2 separate regions of the Sus scrofa genome follow, and region 2 is linked to region 1. A link is a contact called in public Hi-C data. All regions are on one chromosome and are shown on one strand. The core of a region is the stretch at or near the end of the contact, and the rest is flanking DNA. Distances in the headings are between cores, read along the strand shown.

Evidence for each region. A called contact is a pair of places that touch in the nucleus more often than the background predicts.
Region 2: a Hi-C map of mesenchymal stem cells shows a contact between it and region 1, with 5 times the contacts expected there. The contact joins two enhancer-like sites. A contact is called at or near these places in 3 of 5 promoter capture datasets (fetal liver, fetal skeletal muscle and liver), 31 of 47 Hi-C or Micro-C datasets (adipocytes, adipose tissue, alveolar macrophages and 17 more) and 1 of 2 datasets of contacts at active chromatin or transcription factors (skeletal muscle).

What each region holds. Positions count from the first base shown.
Region 1 is chr15:78,253,698-78,257,083 of Sscrofa11.1, forward strand. No RefSeq gene overlaps it. Among named protein-coding and RNA genes, the nearest start is that of DLX2, 51 kb to the left of the region's middle. Within about 2 kb of position 1,859, at least 2 of the 83 cell types and tissues checked have an H3K27ac peak or open chromatin away from gene starts, as enhancers often do. A contact at or near this core is called in adipose tissue, where this site is marked.
Region 2 is chr15:78,538,489-78,541,874 of Sscrofa11.1, forward strand. The region is part of intron 1 of ITGA6 (integrin alpha-6); the gene reads left to right. Among named protein-coding and RNA genes, the nearest start is that of ITGA6, 36 kb to the left of the region's middle. Within about 2 kb of position 1,908, at least 23 of the 83 cell types and tissues checked have an H3K27ac peak or open chromatin away from gene starts, as enhancers often do. A contact at or near this core is called in adipose tissue, where this site is marked.

The DNA.
Region 1 (3,386 bases), core at 609-3,108:
CATATGGAGGTTGCCAGGCTAGGGGTCAAACAGGAGCTGTAGCTGCTGTCCTATGCCACAGCAACACCAGATCCGAGCTGTGTCCGTGACCTACACCACAGCTTACTGCAATGCCAGATCCTTAACCCACTGAGTGAGGCCAGGGATTGAACCTGCGTCCTCATAGATACTAGTTGGATTTGTTAACTGCTGAGCCATGACAGGAACTCCTACCTTTCTTTTCCTTCCCTTAGTAAATTATACAGATGGTTCTATCCTTTGCTTTTGACATAGACTAGAAGCCCCCCCGCCATACTTTTTTTTTTAAGAAAAGGTCTGGGAAATTATTTTTGTTCTGGACTTGGCTTCTAATGAATTGTATGACCTTGGGGGAAATTCCATGTAGAAGGTTCCTTGTACCTCATTTTCCTGAAGCGCAAACAGGATAGCCTACGCAACAATGACATTCAGAATATTAGAATATGGACTATAATTTTGGATCTTGAGTGTGGCTGATAGTCACTGTCACGGAGTGGGTTGTTAGACCTCCAGTGAAGAAATGGAGATATTCATTAGCCAGGACTCTTTAGGTTGCAAGAGAGAAAACCAATAGAATCCAGTTTAAGCCACAAGGAGGAATTTATCGATTTATACAAATGGAAAGTCCAAGAAGAGTAACTGGCTTCACATGTGACTGAATCCAGAAATTGAGATGGTGCCATCAGCCCTGCCCTTCATTCTCTATTTTTTCAACTCTTGTTTACCTCTGCCTCTCTTTATTCAAGCCTTCATGGTCTTAAGTTCAAGATCCTAGAGTAAGAGAGACAACACTTCCCACATGTTAATCTTAGGGAAGATTCTGATTGGTCCAGTTTAGGACACTTGCCCATCACTGGACAAATAATTGTGGCTAGGAGAATGGAGTGCCCTGATGGGCAAGCCAGGGTTTTGTGCCCATCTCTCTGGCAGGGGTGGGAGATTGTGGCATTATGATAGACAACTGTACCAGGATCCTACGGAGTCAGGTGAGGATATTTCTATGGTTCCAGACAAAGAGCAAAGGGGTGCTAAACAGGCCAAACCAAAATTACAAAAGTTTTACAAGAAGTATTAGGTTTGCTCAGTGTTTAGACATGTTTATATCTCTCTCCATAAATACAACTTGTACATGTACTCACATTTAATTTGATTTCGCTATAAAGCTGAAGCTCCATTGAACAGAAGCAGTGCCATAGTCAGCCTGGCAAAACTACTGTATTAACACAAAAATTTATATCAGGCTAGAGAGATAAAAGTAAGAAGATAATTTTTTTCTTTGCTTCAGCTAGCACAAAGACATTGTATTTGTTAATAGTTTTTCTTGGGCTCTTTCATTATTTCATTTAGAAAAGATTTTCAAACAGTTTTTAAAATTATAAAAGTAGCATATAAGGATATAAACATGAAACTCCCTCTATCTTTCCATCTACTTCCAGAAATAGAATAGTTTCTTTTATATCATTCCAGAAACTCCCGATGTACTTGCAAGAATATATGTTTTTAAAAATATTTTATGTAAACACATAGGATGATTCTGTATGTCTGCACTGCAACTTGCATTCTCCCCCTAGTGCCTTATCTTGCACATTTTCCTTTGCTGGTATAGACAAAGCTTCATTTTCTCTAACAATTTGGCACAACTTTCTGTATTATGACTGTGTAATTCATCCCCTCATCAGAGGATTTTAAGGTGCTTTGCAAAGCAATACTTTCAGTCTCTCCTGCCTGCAGGAAACCTACTGTGGCTGAAGGACCTGTGGCTCATTGGTCTTGCCTATTGATGGCAGATGCAGCAGAAGCAGTGACGCCATCAGGGATTTCCTGGAGGGGCTGAGTTAGAGCCAGAATTTGGTCCTGTTCCACAGCCCTCCCTGTGGTTAACCAGAAAGGCCCATTGTTGAGTGGATTGGCACTTATCTGAGAAAACTGCAAGGATGTAATGACTTCCTCTCTAGCTTATAGCCACACACGAGGGGACTAATACTAATTTCACAGGATTACCAGGTAGCTTGTCTTCTCCACCTTCCTGAGTGGGCTACTGGTGTCCTTTTTTTTTTTTTTTTTTTTTGCAAACATCAGCACACATTCCTGGTTTATGGTCAATCAGAGGTAATTACTTTATATCTGGTTTGGAAATGCTCATATCAGATTTAATTCCCCATAGTGTCTGTCTCTTCTTGCCACTGAGTAACCAAGACTGTCCTAAAAGGTAGGCTGGGTTAGAAGGACGGTGACCGGGATAGGTTGAGAGGGCAGCTCTAAGGCAAATGAACAAAGGAGCCATCTTCAGTTTTCTGACTAGGAAGAGGTGTTTGATCTTCCTCATCTCTAGCCTCTGCCTCCCAATATTCCTCCCTTGTGTGCTTTCCTGCTTATTCACTGAAGGAATGTCAAAGGACTGGCTTCCTTTCATTCAAAGAATGTCCCAGCTCCTTCAGTCTCCTGTCCAGATGAATAGCTACAGAGTTGCAGTGACCTCGGATCTACAGTTAAGACTACAAGATGTCTCATTCTTTTATTTTTCCCTCAGACTTCTCTCTCTGCCTTCGATTGCCCTTCCATATGTCTTCGCCTATTGAAATTCTTATCCTTTTTGATCCAGCTCTGATGCCACCATGAAAGCGTCTCTGGTCATTTCAGTAGGAAGGGGTCTCTCATTTCTGCAGCAAGTGCCAACAGCCCATTGTTTGCCTTGCTGGACCCCTGAGGTCCAGGGTTGGAGGCCTTGTCTTGGAGATGCTGGGCTAGGTAAACTTCATCTTTTTCATATCAGACTGTCTCACATCCCCCCCTCAAGACTCAGAAGGCATTGTATTCTTAGCAGCTAGCATGATATCTGGCCCATAGTAGGAACTCAGTACATCTGTTGAAAATGTGAATTTCATTGAGAACTATGTCTAGATGCTTATATTGCAACAGAACAAAGGGTGGGAAAAAATGTATACATGTTAAGTGTAACTCGGTCCCCATGCTATACAGTGGAAAAAAAATTAATTAATTAAAAAAAAGAAAATGTGAATTTAATTCAACTGCTGTGAAAACTTGGTCTTAGTTTTACAATTAAAAAAACTAGGATCTTTTTTTTGGAGGGGGAACTCACTGTATTTGTTCCCTTTGTTGATGTTGGAATTCTGGTGATGCTTTTACATTTTCAGAATATTTATATTTTTAAGTGGAAACTCCCCCTCTTCCTCCCTTTAGTTTCCTAGCAGACCTTAAAACTACCAGATCTTAGGGGGGGTAGCAGTATGAGGACAGGTTGTATGTAAGTGTAAATTGTTTGGGAGATTTAAAGTCAGAGTAAAAAGAGAAAGAAAGAAATGTAAAAAGACCCCAGGAAATAGCATCTTGCCATGTGAGGGGTTGGG
Region 2 (3,386 bases), core at 658-3,157, 280 kb after region 1:
CAGATTCTTGCCCTTCGTTAATTACAGCCTTTCTTTTGACCTAATATGGGAATAGGCTTCTTTGACCCTGTTCTGTTCATTTCCACCACTTCCCTTTGAGGGCCATAACTCATGTGCCTTGGTCCTTGTCACTCTGAATGTGAGTTGTTGCTGTAGTTGTAGATTCCTCCATATGTATGGGGCGCTTCAGTGGAGAACAGCAGCTGCTGCTGCTGTTTCTTAAAAGAACACGAACCAGCCTGGCAGCTGCCGCCTGGGCCCTGAGAGTTGCTGCGGGCATCCTGGCAGCGCCCAGAGTGCCTGCTGCTCATACTGAACCCAGCCTCAAAGGGCATTGGGGCAAAGGGAAAACAGCTGGGATTTGAGTAGAAACTGGATTTTGTTGTAGACTGGATCCTGCCGAAGATGCAGACTGTCCCTTCTAGAAATGTAGTCACTGTGCTGACCCAGGGGCCAGCTGGGTTCCGAATGGCTTAGACCAATACCCAGGTCCTAAAGGACTTACTGAGGAAGTAGATGGTTTGTACTGGGGACAGCGTCATTGGCTGGATATGGTTCTATTTGCAATTATTTGTCCTTGCCAGCCATAGCCTCAGCTAATGGGCTGTGACTTCCTGTGATTAGGGCTGGTTCTAAGCAGAATTCAGAGTCGGCTTATTTCCTGAACCTGAGAGGGCAACTTTACCTTGAGGGTTAAGAGACCTGCCAGTTGTTGCATTTGGTTGGTGTTACCATGTTCGCCCATCAAGGTGCTTCCACTTTTCTATGGCTCAGAGCTTTATCTGACTTAACTCCACCCGCCTCCTCCATCATTGTTTTCCTGATTTTCCTGTAAGCAAAGTCCCAGGGAATGGGGTGCAGCCAGAGCAGGGGCAGCCCCCTACCCGCCGTGGGTACCTGCCTTCCTCTTCTGTCTGCCTGGGGCCTGGGGCCTGAGGCCACACTGCACCTCTGCCTCCTCCATCTGAGCGGAGCCAGATCCCCAAGTGGGCTCACTGCCCAGGGGACCTGGAAGGAAGGACAGTGCCAGGAACACGGGAGGCAGTGTGACAGCTAACATTACTCTCGAAAAGTACATTTCTCTTATTTTGTCAAGTTCTCTTTTCCTATATGTTGCTCCCCCCAGCCTCCCCCCCCGGGGGGGGGCCGACAAAACACCACCCCTCCTGCTGCTTCTATCCTCCTGTGAGGCCAGCTTTCAAATGCAGTAGCGGCCACAAAGATGAGGGGAGGACTTCTACACGAGCTTGGCAATTGTAGCCCATGAAATTTTGTTGCCGCTGCCCCTGTAACCAGCAGGCAAACTGGAGTTAGAGGTCCACCTGCAAGGGTCTAGGACCGCATAAGAGGCAGGTACCCAGGAGGGAGACATCCTCTCACGTGGCCAGGGGACCAGGGCTTGGAGGGAGCGGTCGGCTCTGAAGGAGCGTCCATGTAAATGGAACAATCTCTGCATCTTTTTCAACAACAGGAAACCCGAAAGCACCTGTCCCCAGCCGGGCAAAACAGCAAGGGGGCTGCAGGGGGCTCAGGGGGTGCGCATCTGTGGCCCCAAGCACGGGAACATGGAACTCGCGGACCAGGCTGCCCAACCCCGTCTTGTCGGCCCGTCCGTCCCGTCCCATTCCTACCCCTCCATTTCCTCTGGCTCTTTCCCTCTCAGCCTTCCTACGTGCTGTACCTCTCGCCAGGCCACCTGCAGGTCCTGTCATTTCTAGGTGCCACTCTTCCTCGGGGCAGGTTTGAGCACGCCCCATGGACCGCCTTCACATGGCTTCTACCTCCCTGTGGTTTAAAGACCTGCTTCTGGATCTGGCTCCTGCAGGCCTGGGGTTGGCAGGGAGGGGAGCAATCCTGATTCATCCCAGGAGGCTCTTGAATGTTTGTGGAATGAATAAGTGAACGAATGAGCAAGTGTGGTCAACAGGAAATAACTAGCCCAGTACCTGCCTTGGGGAGCTTGCCAGCCTCCTGGGGTGTGGATGAGGGAAGGAAGTGGTCAGAGAAGATACACTGTAATAACCTTGGAACTCCTGGCCTGCTCTTTGTAGCCTTCTTCTGGAGTTGGTTACCTTTACAGGAACTCTCCCTGCCTTCACCCCACCCAGCTGCAATAATGCTTTGATTCTTTGCCTTCCCTCACCCTTTGGGAATTAGTCTGCCACCTGTCAGTAAATGGAACAGTTCTTGTTTCAGTGTTTCATTTTGTTTAGGTTTTGCCCCTTCAACTAAATTGTAAACACCATAAAATACTGGGTTTTATTTCCTAGAATTTAAAGGAATGGGGAAAACATTGCTCCAAAGTGTTGTCTGTTTCCGCCCCCCCCCCCGCCCCCCAACTTGCTGTGAGATCTTAGGGGCAGGATAGTTGCAGGCTTTCTTCCTCTGTAAAGTTCAAGGGCTGGGTGCCTTCTCTGGTGCTTCTAATGCCCACAACCTGTGATTCTGTGCTTATCCCTCCAGGTACCAGGGTCAGGGTTCCGTCCCCACACCTGCTGGGTCATTGAACTTAGGCTAGTTTGCCGCTCAACTGTTGGAGCTTCTGGGTTCAGGGATGACATTAGTGGAGTAGGCATGGGGCAGCCCTTGGCCTTGCCCCTGCCAGAAGTTCCAGGTACCAAGGACCCCACCTTGATCTTGCCCCATCTCTGTTCTAGTTCTATACCCGTATGTGTGCTGCTTCGCCCCTTAAATGTGTGTTGGACAGATTGGAGGTGGAGGCTGATGGTGGCCTCATTGAAGGGTCTGGGAGGAAGGATGGTGCCAGGGACATGTGTTCCCACCCAAGCCAGCTGCTTTGCTGACTCTTCCTGAGCAGAGTCTGGCTCCTCTCTCTTGTTTTCTGATTGCATTTTCCTTCCATTGTACTCACTGAAGTGCATTGGTTTAAAAAAAAAAAAAAAAAAGTTAAAATTTTCATTGGGATCAAAGCAGAGACAGAAATGGTAAGGACTGTTGTTTGGGGGAGGTTGTATTTTTTCTGTTTTGTTTTGTGTTTGTTTTTGGCATCAGAGATGTGTGGGTTTCTTGAAGGCCAGGAATGGTTTTTCTGTTTAGGGAGCTTGTTCACATTCGTGTTCCCAGCCTGGTGTCTCTTGCAGCTCTGTTTCTCTCTGTCCAGTCAGGCATATGTTCTTTTTGTTTCTTCTCTTCATCATCCGTGGGTCAGCCAGACCCCAAAGATCGTAAAACTGATGGTGAGTAAAGGGCATTAGCAAGAGGAATGCAGCAGAAAGGTGGTGGGTCTCTATAGATCCCTCTTCGGAAAACAGTGGGATTTTAAGGACTGTGGCTTTGGGTTACGAGCTCCTCTTACAGGAGATGGGAGGCGAAGGGGACTGTTATGATGCCTCCTACATAAGGTGCCCTCAGACCCTCCCCGAATC